Linked DNA regions of Rattus norvegicus: region 1 is linked to region 2. The links are chromatin contacts, called in public Hi-C maps. All regions are on one chromosome and are shown on one strand. Each heading gives the region's core, a stretch centred on a gene start, on an enhancer-like site or on the middle of the called end of the contact. The rest is flanking DNA. Distances are from core to core; before and after follow the strand shown.

Region 1 (3,743 bases), core at 596-3,095, 450 kb before region 2:
AACCCTCAAGAGACTGGAGGCCCCAGGAAGTGGGGAGGTCTGGTGGTTGGTTAGTGGGAAGGTAGGGACTTCCTCATGGAGATGGGGGGAGGAAGTATGGGATGTCTAACAGGCAGAAGGTGGACTGGGATGGGGATAAAATCTGGACTGTAGAAAAAGATTAAATTATAAAAAAGGAAAAAATGAAAGATTTATTTACTGTTTCTCATGGTTCTGGTCCAGGGTCTGGTAAGGGCTTTCTTGCTGACAGTGCCATTACATAGCACAGCACATCACTTGGTGAGAGACAGGAAATCGTGTGTGTGTGTGTGTGTGTGTGTGTGTGAGTGTGTGTTTTGTGTGTGTGTGCCACTAGTGTTCGATCATGGGAACTCTACCACATGACCTTATCTAATTCTAGTCACCTTCCAGAAGCCTTACTTATCATCGCTGTAGTGGGATAAAGTTTCCACCTTCTTATGATGGGGATTATATTTTAACATGAATTTCCAGGTAGACGTTTTGGAGTAGACAACTGTCTTTGAGCCAAGGCACATAGGATTACTTATTCTGAGCCTTAATACACTCCATGCAATTCATGACCTTGATGGACTCCTCCATCTGCATTTGGAGAATTTTGCACTTGATAAATATATTAAGAGATTGTCTAGAGCCAGAGAAATAAAGGTCAATTAATATAGAAATGATAAATGATGTCTTTAAGGACCCCTTCGCTCAGGACAACTACTTGAATGAGAATTTTGGGAGTAAACTCTTAACACTGGGCTTTCCTTGGCTTTCATTTGTTCTTTTCATAGCTGTCATTGCTTTGATGACCGGCTTGCAAGTTTATGAAAACATAGATCAAAGTTTTCAACTTTATTTACCGGTAGAGCATTAGCTGATATCGGAGGCCAAAATATCTAGCCTTTGAAGTTGTATTTATTCTTACTAAAGTGATTCAGTGATTGACATTGGCAATATAACTTATTAGAAATATTATCCAAACATTTTTTTGCTGGAAAAACAGTAAAATACTTTTCACTAGTTTGTTAATATGAGTCAGCATCAAATCAAATCTAAATTATATGTAGGAAGTCTAGTCAGTGACGCTAATACTGTACATTGATTTAGGAAAAACTTGCCAAAGGTAATAAATTGAAATGGACCTACAAAGATGCTGAGGGTCCTCAGAAAGCTGAGAAACTATGTTTGGCACATGCTTTGATGCTACTGCTCTTTTGGACCAGGCAGTTCCTTGTTGTGGGGACTGCCCTGGTTATCTGAGACATTTTTTTCAACATTTCTGAACTGAATCTACCAGGCGTCTATAGGAATCCTGTTGTCACCTTAGGTACAACAACCAAAATATCTCTAAATATTATTGTCATCCACGTAAGACATGCCAACAGCCCCTGGTCGAGTACCACTGATTTAGCACTTAAAAGGTATTACGATGTAATTAGAGAAATTGTCTTAGTTTTAGTATCTTCCCAGGCAAGCCAGGTCAGAGTTTTGCAATCTGGGCATAAAGGAAGTTGCGGAGTTCTCTCAAGGAGATGGCTTGATTCATTCGCCAAGTGATGCTGACTAGTCCTGGAGAAATAAGCATGGCTAGTGCTTTGACTACCGTAGGACAGATATCTTGAAACCCCATACCTGATTTCCTGAGGGCTCCGTGGTGACTGTACATTTTTTCTGAGATTCCCTGAATAAGACAGACACAATAATTTCCAGATGAGTCACTAAAATTATAGTTTAGGAAATCTGAAGCATATTAAAAATACAGTTTAAAGTCGACTCATGTTTTACTTTTCCACTTCAAATACCGAGTGAATTTATCCTTTTTCCACTTGCACTGATTTCTGTAAACTTGCTTGACTTAGTTTTAGTCATCTGCTTGACTGAGCAGCAGGGGGTATGACTGTCTAGGATCAACTGGGCAGCTTCCAGTAGTTTTAAAAGTTATGCTTAAAGAATGTAAGATGATAGAAACCTGAACCACTGAAAACATTCACCTTATGAAAACTAAAAACAAAAGAAAAAAGTATTTATTGTTATATCAGATCCAGGGTCAGGATCTTAATTTCCTAAAGAAAACAACTTTTTATAGCTTAATATATTTGGGTTATAACATGGATGTAGAATGAACTTAGCCAACTTGAGTTAGAATAAGTCTAATCCTTATGAATTTGCCTAACAAATATATTTCTTAAGGATCACTAGGTGATGTGGCAGAAGCTTTATTTTTTTTTTTTATTATCTTGAGTATTTCTTATATACATTTCAAGTGTTATTCCCTTTCCCGGTTTCCGGACAGACATCACCCTCCCCCCTCCCCTTCCTTGTGGGTGTTCCCCTCCCAAACCTCCCCCCATTGCCACCCTCCCCGCATAGTCTAGTTCACTGGGGGTTCAGTCTTAGCAGGACCCAGGGCTTCCCCTTCCACTGGTGCTCTTACTAGGATATTCATTGCTACCTATGAGGTCAGAGTCCAGGGTCAGTCCATGTATAGTCTTTAGGTAGTGGCTTAGTCCCTGGAAGCTCTGGTTGCTTGGCATTGTTGTACTTTTGGGGTCTCGAGCACCTTCAAGCTCTTCCAGTTCTTTCTCTGATTCCTTCAACGGGGGACCTATTCTCAGTTCAGTGGTTTGCTGCTGGCATTCGCCTCTGTATTTGCTGTATTCTGGCTGTGTCTCTCAGGAGCGATCTACATCCGGCTCCTGTCGGTCTGCACTTCTTTGCTTCATCCATCTTGTCTAATTGGGTGGCTGTATATGTATGGGCCACCTGTGGGGCAGGCTCTGAATGGGTGTTCCTTCAGTCTCTGTTTTAATCTTTGCCTCTCCCTTCCCTGCCAAGGGTATTCTTTTTCCTCATTTAAAGAAGGAGTGAAGCATTCACATTTTGATCATCCGTCTTGAGTTTCGTTTGTTCTAGGGATCTAGGGTAATTCAAGCATTTGGGCTAATAGCCACTTATCAATGAGTGCATACCATGTATGTCTTTCTGTGAGTGGGTTAGCTCACTCAGGATGATATTTTCCAGTTCCAACCATTTGCCTACGAATTTCATAAACTCGTTGTTTTTGATAGCTGAGTAATATTCCATTGTGTAGATGTACCACATTTTCTGTATCCATTCCTCTGTTGAAGGGCATCTGGGTTCTTTCCAGTTTCTGGCTATTATAAATAAGGCTGCGATGAACATAGTGGAGCACGTGTCTCTTTTATATGTTGAGGCATCTTTTGCGTATATGCCCAAGAGAGGTATGGCTGGATCCTCAGGCAGTTCAATGTCCAATTTTCTGAGGAACCTCCAGACTGATTTCCAGAATGGTTTTACCAGTCTGCAATCCCACCAACAATGGAGGAGTGTTCCTCTTTCTCCACATCCTCGCCAGCATCTGCTGTCACCTGAGTTTTTGATCTTAGCCATTCTCACTGGTGTGAGGTGAAATCTCAGGGTTGTTTTGATTTGCATTTCCCTTATGACTAAAGATGTTGAACATTTCTTTAGGTGCTTCTCGGCCATTCGGCATTCCTCAGCTGTGAATTCTTTGTTCAGCTCTGAACCCCATTTTTTAATAGGGTTATTTGTTTCCCTGCGGTCTAACTTCTTGAGTTCTTTGTATATTTTGGATATAAGGCCTCTATCTGTTATAGGATTGGTAAAGATCTTTTCCCAATCTGTTGGTTGTCGTTTTGTCCTAACCACAGTGTCCTTTGCCTTACAGAAGCTTTGCAGTTTTATGAGATCCCATT
Region 2 (3,772 bases), core at 606-3,105:
AGTTTATTTGATGCAGACGTGAAAGACTTAAAGCCTGGACAAAAATAGACTGATTTCCAAAACAATCATCCTGAGCTTAATAAACATTGTATCTTCACAACCTATTTACTAAGCATTACATATAATAAAATATTTGACACGTGAGAATTTTATACATCGTATTTTTATGATAGTCAGTGTTACCCCCAAACTTTTCCCAAAGGGACATCCCAATTCTATCACACCCAACATTGTTTCTCTTTTTTTCTTTTTTACTATAGAAAGTCCAGTTAGTGGATACAATCTTCTTGATTGTGTGACCATCCATTAGAAAGTGTAATATCCTTAGAGAATAAAAGTGCTTCTGTCAGTTACCGATAACTCCTGAGGTACAGCTAGAACTTCATAACCACTATCCCCGCCCCATGATAGGATTTTGTCTGGTTTGAGCTTGTACAGATCCCATGCTTGATGTCATAACCACTGTGAGTTTCTGCAGTCAACTACCCCCTTTTGTGTAAACCAACATTTTTTATAGCTTCTGCTAACATTTGAAGCATGACATTTACAGGCAAAGATAGGGGTATTAGAGTATCTTCACATGAAGGTTAGGTGACGTCTTAGTTATGTTTTTATTGCTTCCATAAGATGCTGTGACCAAGCCAACTTATAGGAGAAAGTTCACTGGGGCTATTTCAGAGGATGACTTTGTGATCACCATAGCAGGGAAGCAGGGCAGCAAGCAGGCAAGCATAGTACTGGAGTATTAACCAAGGGCTTACAACTTGAGACATAACTACAAGTCAGAGAGAAAGCTAACTGATGATGGCATGGACTTTTGAAATACCAAAGCCCACCCGGAGTGATACACATACTCCAACAGGCCACCTAATGTGATCCTTCCCAAACAGGTCCACCGACTAGGGAACAAGCATTCAAATATATGAGGCTTTGGGAGTCTCTCTCATTTGAATCACCATCGACCACTTGTAACTGAACATTCTACTCCAACTTCAAGAGGTTTGGATTTTTCATCTTGAAAGCAGGAACAATAGGATTCATTATAGGGGCAGTGTGACTGTGAATGTGTAACCATGTAGGGCATTAATAGTTCCCTGCAAGCATAAGCCATTTAAACATGATGATCTTAGCTATGCATGCCAACCTCCTGCTGCCTGATGTGCATGGAGAATCTACAAATTAAACAGTGAAAACGTTAAGGATTTACCATATAAACAAATTGTAGAGATGGTGACAGGATAGGCATTAAGTAAATGTTTTAAATTTATGAGTGTATGCTTTTTCCTAAATTAAATGGCCATTTTGACTTACATTTAAGTGCTTCTGAGTATGTGTATGCGTGTGCATGTGTGTGTGTGTGTGTGTGTGTGTGTGTGTTGTGTGTGTGTGTGTGTTATTCTATTTTTACTGATATCTTATTTCTTGGTGGCCTCTTGCATAGCATATATCCAAGAATAAACACATTTTGTCATAAAAATTATTGGTAAGTGGTGATGCATAAAAATTATTCAAGTTTTGCTAGGCTTACATTGCAGCAACATACATTAACTTCAGTTGCTTAAAACCTTCCACACCACATGGGTGGAGCAGAACACGGACTGCACGTAAGCAAAACTGCATGTGGATCGTCAGAGTGGTTTTCACATGGCATAAACTGGAATAAAACACGATACAAAGTCGTTAATCTACCAAATCCTAAGACAATTTTCAACCTTGTGGCCAGATACACTGTGGCTTAAGGTGTCTCCTTGCAATTTGCTTTCTGATCTGGGTTTGGTCTGAAAAGGCCTCTGGGTATCCAGCAGCTGGGAACTCCTGCTGGCTACTCTCCGAGGACGTCCTTCCGAGCACTGTATTTCTGCTTTGGCTCACTTTTTGACAGCAGTCTGGCTTTCTCATGAGCGTCAATTTTCTGTACTTACTCAGTCCTCCCAAATTCCTTTGCGATGAACACTGCCGCAATGCTTTTACAGTTAGGGAATTTTGTGGGATTTAGATTTTTCTTTTCCCTATTAGAAACTTAGGGTATAGTGACTTAGACTGGTGGACTTGTGGTACGTGGTAGGCAGAGGCTTTGGATTCAGACAAAATTGTGTGTCTAGTCATTGCTCAGCTGTCTCTTAACTGGGTGACCTTGAACGTGTAGATTATTTTCTCCTGTTGTAAGGGGAATCAGCAATACATTTTATAGGATCAGGAGTTTGGTTCATATAACTTAAGGACTTAGGATGTAATAGGATCTCAGGAAATTGAAACAGCAAATATAATGAACAATTTTTACTTTCTGTATTCTTTTCTGCTTATAAGTATACATTATGAACACCATAAAAAAAACATGGCGTTTATCTTCTGTTCTCTGGGAATAGTGATCATAATGCCTGGCACCTCCAATGAATATACAATGTATTTTTGTGTATTTGTTTTTATAAGTCACTGACTGGTTGAATATAATGAGGGCGAGAATAAAAGTTGCCGCTGGTTGTAGATGGAGTTGTTGACCATGAAGCCTGTTTACAATACATACCTGCCCATGTGGCATGTACGCTTAGAAGCCATTACTTTGATATGGAGAGAACGTGGGTTGGGAGGGCTGTTTTAAGTACTTGTTGACTTGGCTTGTTTTCCATTCTTATTTAGTTATCCGTTCGGTAGGCAAATTCAGGCACATTCTACGATACTATTACACATCACTAAGTTCAATAATTGCTGGTGTGCACCGTCTGCTTAAATTTTTGTCAGATGGTTTCATAAAGTGTTTTTAGTAGTTACTTCTCTTGTTCATTGTGTGACAAAAGCAGGAGATGTGTGATTTGGTTCAGGAGTGGAGGGTATCATCCATGATGGTGGTGAAGGTATGACCGTAGCAGGTGAAGCAGCATTGACAGTCACAGAGTGGTGAGAACGACGGTCCGTGGGATGATGCTGCCCAATTCTAAGTTGATTTTCCCACTGCACTTAACTTGCTGGTCACAGATATGCTCAGAGGTTTATCTCCTAGGCGATTCTAGAGTGTGACAAGATGGCAGTTGATGTTGACCATTGCTGTGTTAAAAAGTGTGTGTTAATCAGAGTGAGGGAAGTACATGTCCTAAGTTCTACGAGTTAATTTTCAGTCTAATGGCATTTCATCATTATGATTACACTGGCTAGGTACAAATTACAGTGTTTGCCTATGCGAAAGATAATCTGAAAATTGAATATCCTGACCTACTTTATTAGGGATAAAGGGGAGGGGAGATGGTGGTTCCACTTGCACATCATATACAGTCTTGGCCAAGATCCTAAACAAATTGTAGAACACACAGAAAAGCCTGTGGATTCATTAAAGCATGGTTCTGTACAATATAGGATCCTTTAGAGTAAAGATTTAGAATTATAAAATAAACTACCTATTTTTTTTATCTTTAGGTTTTAGGATGCATGGACAGACATATAGAAATGTGATTTCTTCAGTTCAATGAATGCCTAACATGACATGTTAAGCTGTTAATAATGATCAATTTCTGGCCCAAACAAATAAGATATGAGTAAAAGCTAGCCTGTGTTTGTTAAAACCAAATCATATGAAACCACTTCTGTATCCTTCCTTAAAACAGGGCAAGTCTACAGAATAAAGAAAAATCAGTAGAGACTTGGGTAAAAAAAAAAAAAAAAAAGAAATGTGATTTCTTGAATTGAATATGTAGGGTCTAATTCCGAGAGGAACCCAGGACCCAGGGTAGTCTGTTTGAATTTTTTCTAGTCTCTGTGTAGCATTCTGTTCTGTGTACGA

What was found. Hi-C and Micro-C count contacts between places; a contact is called where the count stands out from the background.
Region 1: a contact with region 2 is called in a Hi-C map of the A7r5 cell line, with 3 times the contacts expected there. The contact joins two enhancer-like sites. A contact is called at or near these places in 10 of 12 Hi-C or Micro-C datasets (the A7r5 cell line, Schwann cells, frontal cortex and 6 more) and 1 of 1 datasets of contacts at active chromatin or transcription factors (oligodendrocytes).

What each region holds. Positions count from the first base shown.
Region 1 is chr13:64,878,458-64,882,200 of GRCr8, reverse strand. It overlaps a transcript of Pdc not described here. Among named protein-coding and RNA genes, the nearest start is that of Pdc, 28 kb to the left of the region's middle. Within about 2 kb of position 1,845, at least 5 of the 93 cell types and tissues checked have an H3K27ac peak or open chromatin away from gene starts, as enhancers often do. A contact at or near this core is called in the A7r5 cell line, where this site is marked.
Region 2 is chr13:64,432,759-64,436,530 of GRCr8, reverse strand. The region is part of intron 17 of Pla2g4a (phospholipase A2 group IVA); the gene reads left to right. Among named protein-coding and RNA genes, the nearest start is that of Pla2g4a, 140 kb to the left of the region's middle. Within about 2 kb of position 1,855, at least 6 of the 93 cell types and tissues checked have an H3K27ac peak or open chromatin away from gene starts, as enhancers often do. A contact at or near this core is called in the A7r5 cell line, where this site is marked.